Linked DNA regions of Mus musculus: all the other regions are linked to region 1. A link is a contact called in public Hi-C and Micro-C data. All regions are on one chromosome and are shown on one strand. Each heading gives the region's core, a stretch centred on a gene start, on an enhancer-like site or on the middle of the called end of the contact. The rest is flanking DNA. Distances are from core to core; before and after follow the strand shown.

Region 1 (2,756 bases), core at 132-2,631:
TTGAAGTAGAGCTTGAGAGTTTTTCTCAGTCTCTCTATACTTTGTTTATGGAGGCAGGGTCTCTAGCTGAACCTGGAGCTCACCAGTTCTGGTAAGGCTTGCCCTGGGATCCTCTGGCTCTGCCTCTGGAGTGCTGGGATTTCAGCAGGCTGCTGCAGCTGCCAAGCTTCTCACTTGGATGCTGGACATCCAAGTTCCAGCCCTCAAGAGGCCAGCACTTTATCTACTGAGCCATCTCTCCAGCACCTACAGAGGGCTTAACAAGTAGGGGACGCCTTATTCAAAGGTAGTTCTCTCTCCCCCTCCCTCCCTCCCTCCCTCCCCCTCCTTCTGTGTGTGTGTGTGTGTGTGTGTGTGTGTGTGTGTGTGTGTGTGTGTGTGTGTGTGTGTGTGTGTGAAAGAGAGAGAGAGAGAGAGAGAGAGAGAATAGATGGATGGACAGAAAGAGAAACACAGAAAGAGAGAGATTTCACTACTGAAATTCTCTTTCCATCTTTTTAGATTTTACTGAGCTACAGTTGATTATTTAGGAAGACATATTATGCGCATATACTTTGGAATTTGACTCCCAGGGTCCTGTGTGGCAGACATAGCTCCCTGGCTAACTGCAACACTAGTGGGACCAGATCCTCCTCAAGCAGTAGTAAGCATGTAGGCAGAGTAGACGGGAACCCCTCCCTCCGTGCGTCTCCCTGGCATCTGGACGCAGCAAGTGCCCACTGCTCGCCGCCACCACTCGATAATTCCTTTTGCTCCAGTAGACAGCAGAGCTCAAAGAATCTGGGTCCTGGAAGGAACAGCAACACACAAACCCATAACCTTTTATTTTTCTCTGTACAAAGCCAGACTTCAGGGCATTTTGTCTTAATTTTGTAAATGTTATTAAGTAGTGCATGAATTTTTTCATGAGTATATTTTCCTTTTATTACCAAAAAAACAAATCTTTTTTGGAAGTTAGAAACTGCTAAAGCCCTCTTAATCTTGGAAAGGGAGACATTGAGCCAAAGGCCTGGGCTGGGGCTCTTTTCACCATGTCCTGCATTCCATGGTGGAGGCTGAACCACAGGCTGGAGACAACTGTCCCGCTCCCTGCTCCAGGAATGTTGAGCGGCAAAGGAATCCCCTTCCATGCTTGGGCTTGAGCTACGAGGGAAAAAGTTCCATTTGCTGAACATTTACTGAGTGCCAGAAATGCCTCTAAGCCTCTTACAAATTCCATCTCATTGAATGATTCCAACAAGCCAATGAAGTGGCTGCTTCTGCATTCTATAGTTTACATATTACAAATCTGTGGCACAGAGCTCAAGTGACTTACCCAGGGTTGCACGATTAGTGAGCTGGATTAGTGGTGGGGGTTGGACCCTAGGCAATATGACTCAGTGTCTATGGTATTATCACAAAGTCCAAACATTCCAGAGTGTGTGACACAAAGCAAAACCGGGCAGGCCAGGGACATAGCCCAGTCGCTCTGGATGGATATGCTTCACTCCACAACCACTGCAGGGACAGTGAGGATCCAGCTAGGGTGTCTGCGGACAACAGCAGCAGAGTGACAGCCTTTCTCTGCGTTTGGTTTTATTCTTATCTATTTCCTTCCTAAAGGCAGAGGGTGTGCAGGGTAAGCAAGCATCTATGTGGGCTTTTGTGGTAGACTCCATTGTGGCTCCACTGGCAGGGAAGCTGGGAAAAATATTTGTTTGGCTGATAAGTGCTTTCTGCTTTCTCAGAAGCCACTGGGCCCCCAGGATTCAGAGAGCAGCCATTGAGAGCCTTATCCCAAGATAAAATTCTTTATAACCTTCTTGGGACGTGTCCAAATCCTACGCCCTTTTGTTCAAACAGAGCAGAGCTAAGTCAGTGCAACTCAGAGAAAAGAATTCCAACTATTTGGGAGTCAGCCCTGGTTTTGTATCTCATAGGGAGGTGGGGAAAGTTATTCCACAGGGAAGGGAAGTGGAGCTATCTGCGATAGAAGCCTGGAACAGTGAATGAATGAGGCCATTCAGAGGCCCTGGGAAAGGCTGTATGCCTGCTCTCCACACCTCTGGGCCTGGCCTCTCTCTCCCACACTGGTTGGCCCAGTGATATGCACTCTGGTGTGATTTGAAGTCAGGAGGTAGGCTAAAGTATGGAAGGAAGTGTCAGGGCAGAGGCACTGTAATGGGTCACACCTGAAATCCCAGCATATCAGAAGCTAAGGCAAGATTGTTGTGAGTTTAAGTCTAACCTATATTACATAGTCAGTACTAAGCTAGCCTGGGCTACTGAGTGAGACCCTATTTCAAGACACCATGGACTGGAAAGATGGTTTTGTCAATAAAGATGTCTGCCACCAAGTCTAATGACCTGAGTTCCATTATAGGGGACTTGCATGGTACTAGAATAGAAATGACTCTGGAAAATTGCCCTCTGATCTCTATACATGTGCCCATTCCCACAATTCATGCATACATACATACATACGTACGTAAATGTAACTTTAAAATATTAAATACAGAATTTAAAGGTACATCCATAGCATCCAGGGACTCTTGTGACCAGCTCTTAGTCCTGCTTGTACCCCTGTGTGGCAGGTGCTCTCTGTGCTCCAACAGACTTGACTCAGGTTGTGTTCCTACCACTCCTTGTTAGGCTGTACCTCATAGGTGTGAAGAGCTGATTATTTTCCTAAGTCATAACCAATAGTCACATTTTGGACATGGCAAGAGGAGAAGGGAGGGAAGACAACCACAGGCTTCGATAGACCCTTATTTTCA
Region 2 (2,756 bases), core at 84-2,583, 120 kb after region 1:
GTACTCAAATACATAGAAATAAATAAATAAATAAATCTTTAAAAAAGAAAAAGAGACAGAGAGAGAAGGAAAGAAAGGCAAGAAGGAGAGAAGGAAGGAAAGAAGAGGAAGGAAGGAAGAGGAACAGAGGGACAGACAGAAAGAAGAAAAGAAAAAATAAAAAATGTTAAGTGAAGGTTCCCACTGAGGAAAGGATGGGGGGGGGGGGTGCAGAGAGCGTCCTGAATAACCTCTGGCTAGAACAACTAAACTGAAAGTCCCTCCTGAAGGCGGGGATGCTGCCCAAAGCTGTCGGGGGGGGGGGGGGGTGCTGTGATCTCTGTGCTCTGTAAAAGTGCTGTGGGGAGCTGTTGAGGCCAGATTCCAAAAACCTGTAAGGACCCAGCTGGATTCAGGACCCCAAATCAGAAAAGAAGCTAAGAACTGCGTGTCTTACAGAAAACTGCTTTTCTTCCCAACGATGACCTCATTCAAATGAGTTCCAGGAGGACACATGTCCAGAGGTCAGTGCTAGCTGGTCACCATGGCCTTTAGGATGAACTGGGAAACCTGCCCAGGAAGCAGGAAGGCCAGTACTAAGACACAGTCCGAGGTACACTCTTAGGAAGGTCATGGCAAAACTGGGAAACAATGGAGTACTTCTATGACCAGAACCGTGTCTGAGCAAAGGCAGCCAGTGGCACGGGGAGCCAGGTGAGCAGCTGTGTGGCTGTAGGTAGCTGGGAGGCTCTATAGCTGTGTAGCTGTAGATAGCTATGAGGTTGTATCTGCAACCTTTCTCCACTGTGATAAATTCTCTGAAAGAAACAACTTAAGAGGAAAACGATCCGTGGCGGCTTAAGATTTGGAGGAGTTTAGTCCACTATGGGAAGGGGAGCTATGGTAGTCGGAGAGGCCGGCAGCTGAGGCAGGGGTTAGAGTGGATCAGGAAGCCAGACACAGGCTGGAAGCAAAGCAGAGTTATAAACCTCAAGAACACACTCTCCAGTGTCTGATTCCTCCAGCTAGGCCCTAACTCTTAAAGACTCCATAACCTCCCACAACAGAGCTACCCAGCTGGTGGCCAAATGTTCAACCATGAGCGGGGGCATCATTTATCCACAGTCACACTGGGGGCAGCACCCTGTCCTCCATTCAGGCTGTGGAAGAGCTGTTGGATCATTAACACAGGAGCAAGGTAAAAGATCAAAAGAGACCCACCTGAGGGAACCCAGGGATGATTTCTGAGTGGCCATCATGAAAACCTAGCTGATACAACAGTTACCACCAAGCAGCTGAGAAAACACTGGGCTTTTCGCAGCTGTAGAAATGCCAGCAGGGCCTTGGGCCAGAATTTGCAGAACCTAGCCAGGCCCCAAAGTCCACGATAGCTGGTGCTCCAGCAGAAGTGCTCCCCCCGCCTGGGGAGCTTCGGCTGGAACTGGCTCCTCCTACCTGCTGCCATTCTGCTGTTATCACTGTCACCAGAGGCTGGAGATGCCTTATAAGGAATGTCAATAAGGTGTGTTCATTCCATGGACAGTGAGACCCAAAACTCATCACGACCCCAGCCCTCCTCCTCCCGTGATAAGAAATTTCTGGTGATTTTGAGAAGGGAGATCGTCAAAGAGTCCCCCCACCCTTCTCAACGTATCCATCATGGTACATAGTCAGCTTCCCTGAAGCGGGGTCCCTATTGTCACCTCAACATGTAACCAGCTAGTGGATTAACCAGGAGCTGATAATTTGTAGGTATTCAAAGGGTAAATAGGGTTTTCTTAGAATTAGCACATTGGGCTTCAGATTCATAAAAGCCAGCCAGCAGTGCTTTCTTTCCGATGTGTTTTTGTGGAGGTGGGGGAAAAAAGCCTAAATGCTCCAGAATTATTCATGAAAATCGCTTCCTCCAATCCTGCTTTTATTACAGTGGGTCCTCCTAAGTGGCTCATTAGCTTCTAATTGTTAGCGAGAGCTGCTCCTAAATGCATGGGCTCGCCAACTAAAAGGCATGCCAAGTTGGTGAGCTGCTGCCATCTAGTGTCGAAAGATGGTAAGAGGTGAGCCCATTTTGAAGCTTCCCTGGATTCGTCTTATTCATCACCATGCCCATGGGTCAATGGGAAGCAGATTTGTCCATTTGAGATAAATTGAGCCATTCACTGAAGGTAAAACACACAGTGTGACATCATCCTTGTTATGTCTACGTGAGTAAAATCTTGTTTGCTAGAAACACAACCCAGGGCAGGGAAGACAGCATAAAGCGAGCAAAAGGATATGGGTTTGGATCTGCAGAGCCCACATAAAAAGCTGGGCATCGGGTCATGTGATTATAATCCCAACTTGGCCTCTGATGGAAAAGGGACTTGAGATGGGTAGTAGGTCCCTGTGCTTTCTGGCCAGCCAATCTAACCAAACAGCAACCTCCAGGTTCAGTAAGAGATCCCATCTCAAAAAGGAAAAAAAAAAAAAAAAAAAAAAAAAAAGGGTCTATGAAGCATCCGCAAACATAGGCATACATATGCCTGTGTATACATGCACAAGCACGTACAAGCACAGGAGAAACTTGCCCCAGGACTCAAAGGTTAGAAATAGAAAACGTCTGTGCTGATTTTTTCACTGCAATTATGTCATAGTTTTTTTTTTTTAGTGAGAAATTCTAAAATGTAAATTAATATTTTCACCCTCACACAGTGGGCTTTTGGTAAATATCAATAGGAAGGTGGAAAGGGTAATGGAAGCTGGGACTCTGGAGCTGTCCCAGGGCGGCGGCCGTGTAT
Region 3 (2,756 bases), core at 116-2,615, 92 kb after region 1:
CCGGTCCAACCTCTGTCAACTCAGTACCTCACAGATGCCTTGTAACACTGGCTCCAAGGGATCCGATGTCCTCTGCAGACTTTTATGGGCACCTACAAATGTGTGAATATACATTCACACAGGTAAATCATACAATAAATCTCCAAAAAAAAAAAAAAAAAGGACAATAATGAGGTTGCAAGGGGAACCTGTTGTGGGGTGGCTGGTGCATTTGGGGAGAGGAGGTGTGTACAATCATAATACATTTGTATACATATATAAAATTCTCTAAGAATAAATACATAACATAACATAACATAACATAGAGGACATGAAAAAATATGGCCACAAAAAATTAGTGGGTCCTACAAAAAAAAAAAAAAACACTATCAGTTTGATTTTATACACCTACTCTAAGAAGATTTTAATTACCTGTCCATTCTCTAACATGAATGCAGCATATAGCTTTATGTATAAGAACTCAGACTCATTTTCTACCTGACTCTTGTCCCATTAAAGAATGTCGGCGTTTGTCAAGCTTACAATATGCAAAAGCAATCCCTAGCACACTGCTGGGCATGGTCTCCCAGAACCCAACCGCTGTTTCTACCTAATGTCTCAAAGATGGAGCTCAGTTCTGTTGAGAACAATAAAACACAGGCACTCGTTTAAAAAAAAAAAAAAGTGACAATTTTAGAAAAGCCAAATCGGACGGAAGAGAACCTGTCAGTATCATTTTGAGGTTGTTATAAAGAAACCACGACTAAGGGAGTGGCCAGGCCCTAGGGATGATCGGTCCGGTCCGAGTGCAGAGTCTCTGGGAGGAGCTCACTTTCTTCCACACCACAGCGATGTTTTTTCAATCTGATGATCAAAAAGGGGAGGGGGCATGGTGGGTGTGTTTTTCTCTCAGCAGGATCAGCCAAGCTGTCTCCAAAACCATGTTCCCAAGACACATTCCCCTTTTGATACTCACGGTTTAAAAAAAGGTGGAGGGAGGAGGGAGGAGGAGGGGGGCAAAATTACTTATTATTACAAACAGCCTGAGCCTCCTTTAAGCGCAAAACGCTCTTGCCTTCTAACCCACTTTGATGTGTAGTGTGTGCTCTGAAGTCCTGTGCGTGTTCTAGGCTTTGCATTTTAAAATGAGTAATGCCAACATTAGTCAAAATCAACCCAACCCCTCTAGAGATTTAAGTGGGTTTTGTGTCCTAAATCATTTCTCGTCTAATTATCCTGAGGCCAGCTGCTACTCCCTGCATTTATTTAATCCACCAGAACGGAAGAAGGAGCAGAATTGTCATTTTCCCCAGGGCTGAAGCACGGCCAATTATCTAGAAGTTCGTACAATTGACTAGCCCGATGAATAGATGGGCTGTTAACGTTTCTTCTTTACTCTTCACATGACTCAGGCAGGCACTTAAAATAGCATCCACATACTGTACTGTGCTGTCACCTTTGGGGAGGGGACTTAGGAGAGAGACTGGGGGCAGCACAGTACTTCCTCACTGTGTGTTTTCTCAGCTATCAAATGATTGAGGCTTATAATTCGCATGCTCTGGGCATCATCCTGAGTGAGGTAACACATTCACAAAGAAACTCACACAATATGTACTCACTGATAAGTGGATATTAGCCCCAAACCTGGGATACCCAAGATATAAGATACAATTTGCTAAACACATGAAACTCAAGAAAAATGAAGACTGAAGTGTGGACACTATGCCCCTCCTTAGAATGGGGAACAAAACACCCATGGAAGGAGTTACAGAGACAAAGTTTGGAGCTGAGATGAAAGGATGGACCATGTAGAGACTGCCATATCCAGGGATCCACCCCATAATCAGCATCCAAACGCTGACACCATTGCATACACTAGCAAGATTTTATTGAAAGGTCCCAGATGTAGCTGTCTCTTGTGAGACTATGCCGGGGCCTGGCAAACACAGAAGTGGATGCTCACAATCAGCTAATGGATGGATCACAGGGCTCCCAATGGAGGAGCTAGAGAAAGTAGCCAAGGAGCTAAAGGGATCTGCAACCCTATAGGTGGAACAACATTATGAACTAACCAGTACCCCGGAGCTCTTGACTCTAGCTGCATATGTATCAAAAGATGGCCTGGTCGGCCATCACTGGAAAGAGAGGCCCATTGGACTTGCAGACTTTATATGCCCCAGTACAGGGGAACGCCAGGGCCAAGAGGGGGGAGTGGGTGGGTAGGGAAGGGGGGGTGGGTGGGTATGGGGGACTTTTGGTATAGCATTGGAAATGTAAATGAGCTAAATACCTAATAAAAAATGGAAAAAAAACAGATAAAAAATAATAATTCGCATGCTCCGTTTGATTGATGAAACTCAAGTGTGTCTTCAAGCTGCAATTCTAGGTAATGGGAAAGACCATTGCCCCACACTAGGCTATGCTTTTCTCCTTGAAGCAACCTTGATAACTTAGGACAAGAAAGAGTAGGGCTTACAGAAGTAAACTGAGTGGAATGCTTCAACCTGGCCCCAAAGCCAAGCTTTTGTTTGTCTGTGGATTTCTGATTTATTTCTTGGGTCTTGCCCTGTACTGACTATCTTAGAAGCCTTAAAAGACAGCTAGTAACCCTCAAAAAAGATGTGGCTTGGTTAAAGACATAAGACATTTGGAAAAATAATGGTGAAGGGAATCTCTAAAGATGCTAAGTTATGGCTGGGCTGCACAGAAAATGCTTCCAGAAACAGCTGAGCCAGGCATGACGGCACATGCTTTTAATTCCTGCATTTGGAATCTGA

The links. Hi-C and Micro-C count contacts between places; a contact is called where the count stands out from the background.
Region 2: a Hi-C map of uterus shows a contact between it and region 1, with 2.1 times the contacts expected there. The contact joins two enhancer-like sites. A contact is called at or near these places in 1 of 15 datasets of contacts at CTCF or cohesin (large pre-B cells), 16 of 484 Hi-C or Micro-C datasets (the C2C12 cell line, the Patski cell line, bone marrow-derived macrophages and 10 more), 4 of 115 datasets of contacts at active chromatin or transcription factors (double positive thymocytes, extraembryonic endoderm stem cells, neural progenitor cells and 1 more) and 4 of 9 other capture datasets (adipose tissue, embryonic stem cells, liver and 1 more).
Region 3: a Micro-C map of muscle stem cells shows a contact between it and region 1, with 5 times the contacts expected there. The contact joins two enhancer-like sites. A contact is called at or near these places in 5 of 484 Hi-C or Micro-C datasets (the MC3T3-E1 cell line, muscle stem cells, nephron progenitors and 1 more) and 7 of 115 datasets of contacts at active chromatin or transcription factors (CD8 T cells, bone marrow-derived dendritic cells, embryonic fibroblasts and 4 more).

Annotation. Positions count from the first base shown.
Region 1 is chr13:24,564,205-24,566,960 of GRCm38.p6, forward strand. It overlaps a transcript of Ripor2 not described here. Among named protein-coding and RNA genes, the nearest start is that of Ripor2, 73 kb to the right of the region's middle. Within about 2 kb of position 1,382, at least 158 of the 459 cell types and tissues checked have an H3K27ac peak or open chromatin away from gene starts, as enhancers often do. A contact at or near this core is called in embryonic fibroblasts, liver, muscle stem cells and 1 more, where this site is marked.
Region 2 is chr13:24,685,503-24,688,258 of GRCm38.p6, forward strand. The region is part of intron 8 of Ripor2 (RHO family interacting cell polarization regulator 2); the gene reads left to right. Among named protein-coding and RNA genes, the nearest start is that of Ripor2, 48 kb to the left of the region's middle. Within about 2 kb of position 1,334, at least 37 of the 459 cell types and tissues checked have an H3K27ac peak or open chromatin away from gene starts, as enhancers often do. A contact at or near this core is called in liver and uterus, where this site is marked.
Region 3 is chr13:24,656,011-24,658,766 of GRCm38.p6, forward strand. The region is part of intron 1 of Ripor2 (RHO family interacting cell polarization regulator 2); the gene reads left to right. Among named protein-coding and RNA genes, the nearest start is that of Ripor2, 19 kb to the left of the region's middle. Within about 2 kb of position 1,366, at least 37 of the 459 cell types and tissues checked have an H3K27ac peak or open chromatin away from gene starts, as enhancers often do. A contact at or near this core is called in embryonic fibroblasts and muscle stem cells, where this site is marked.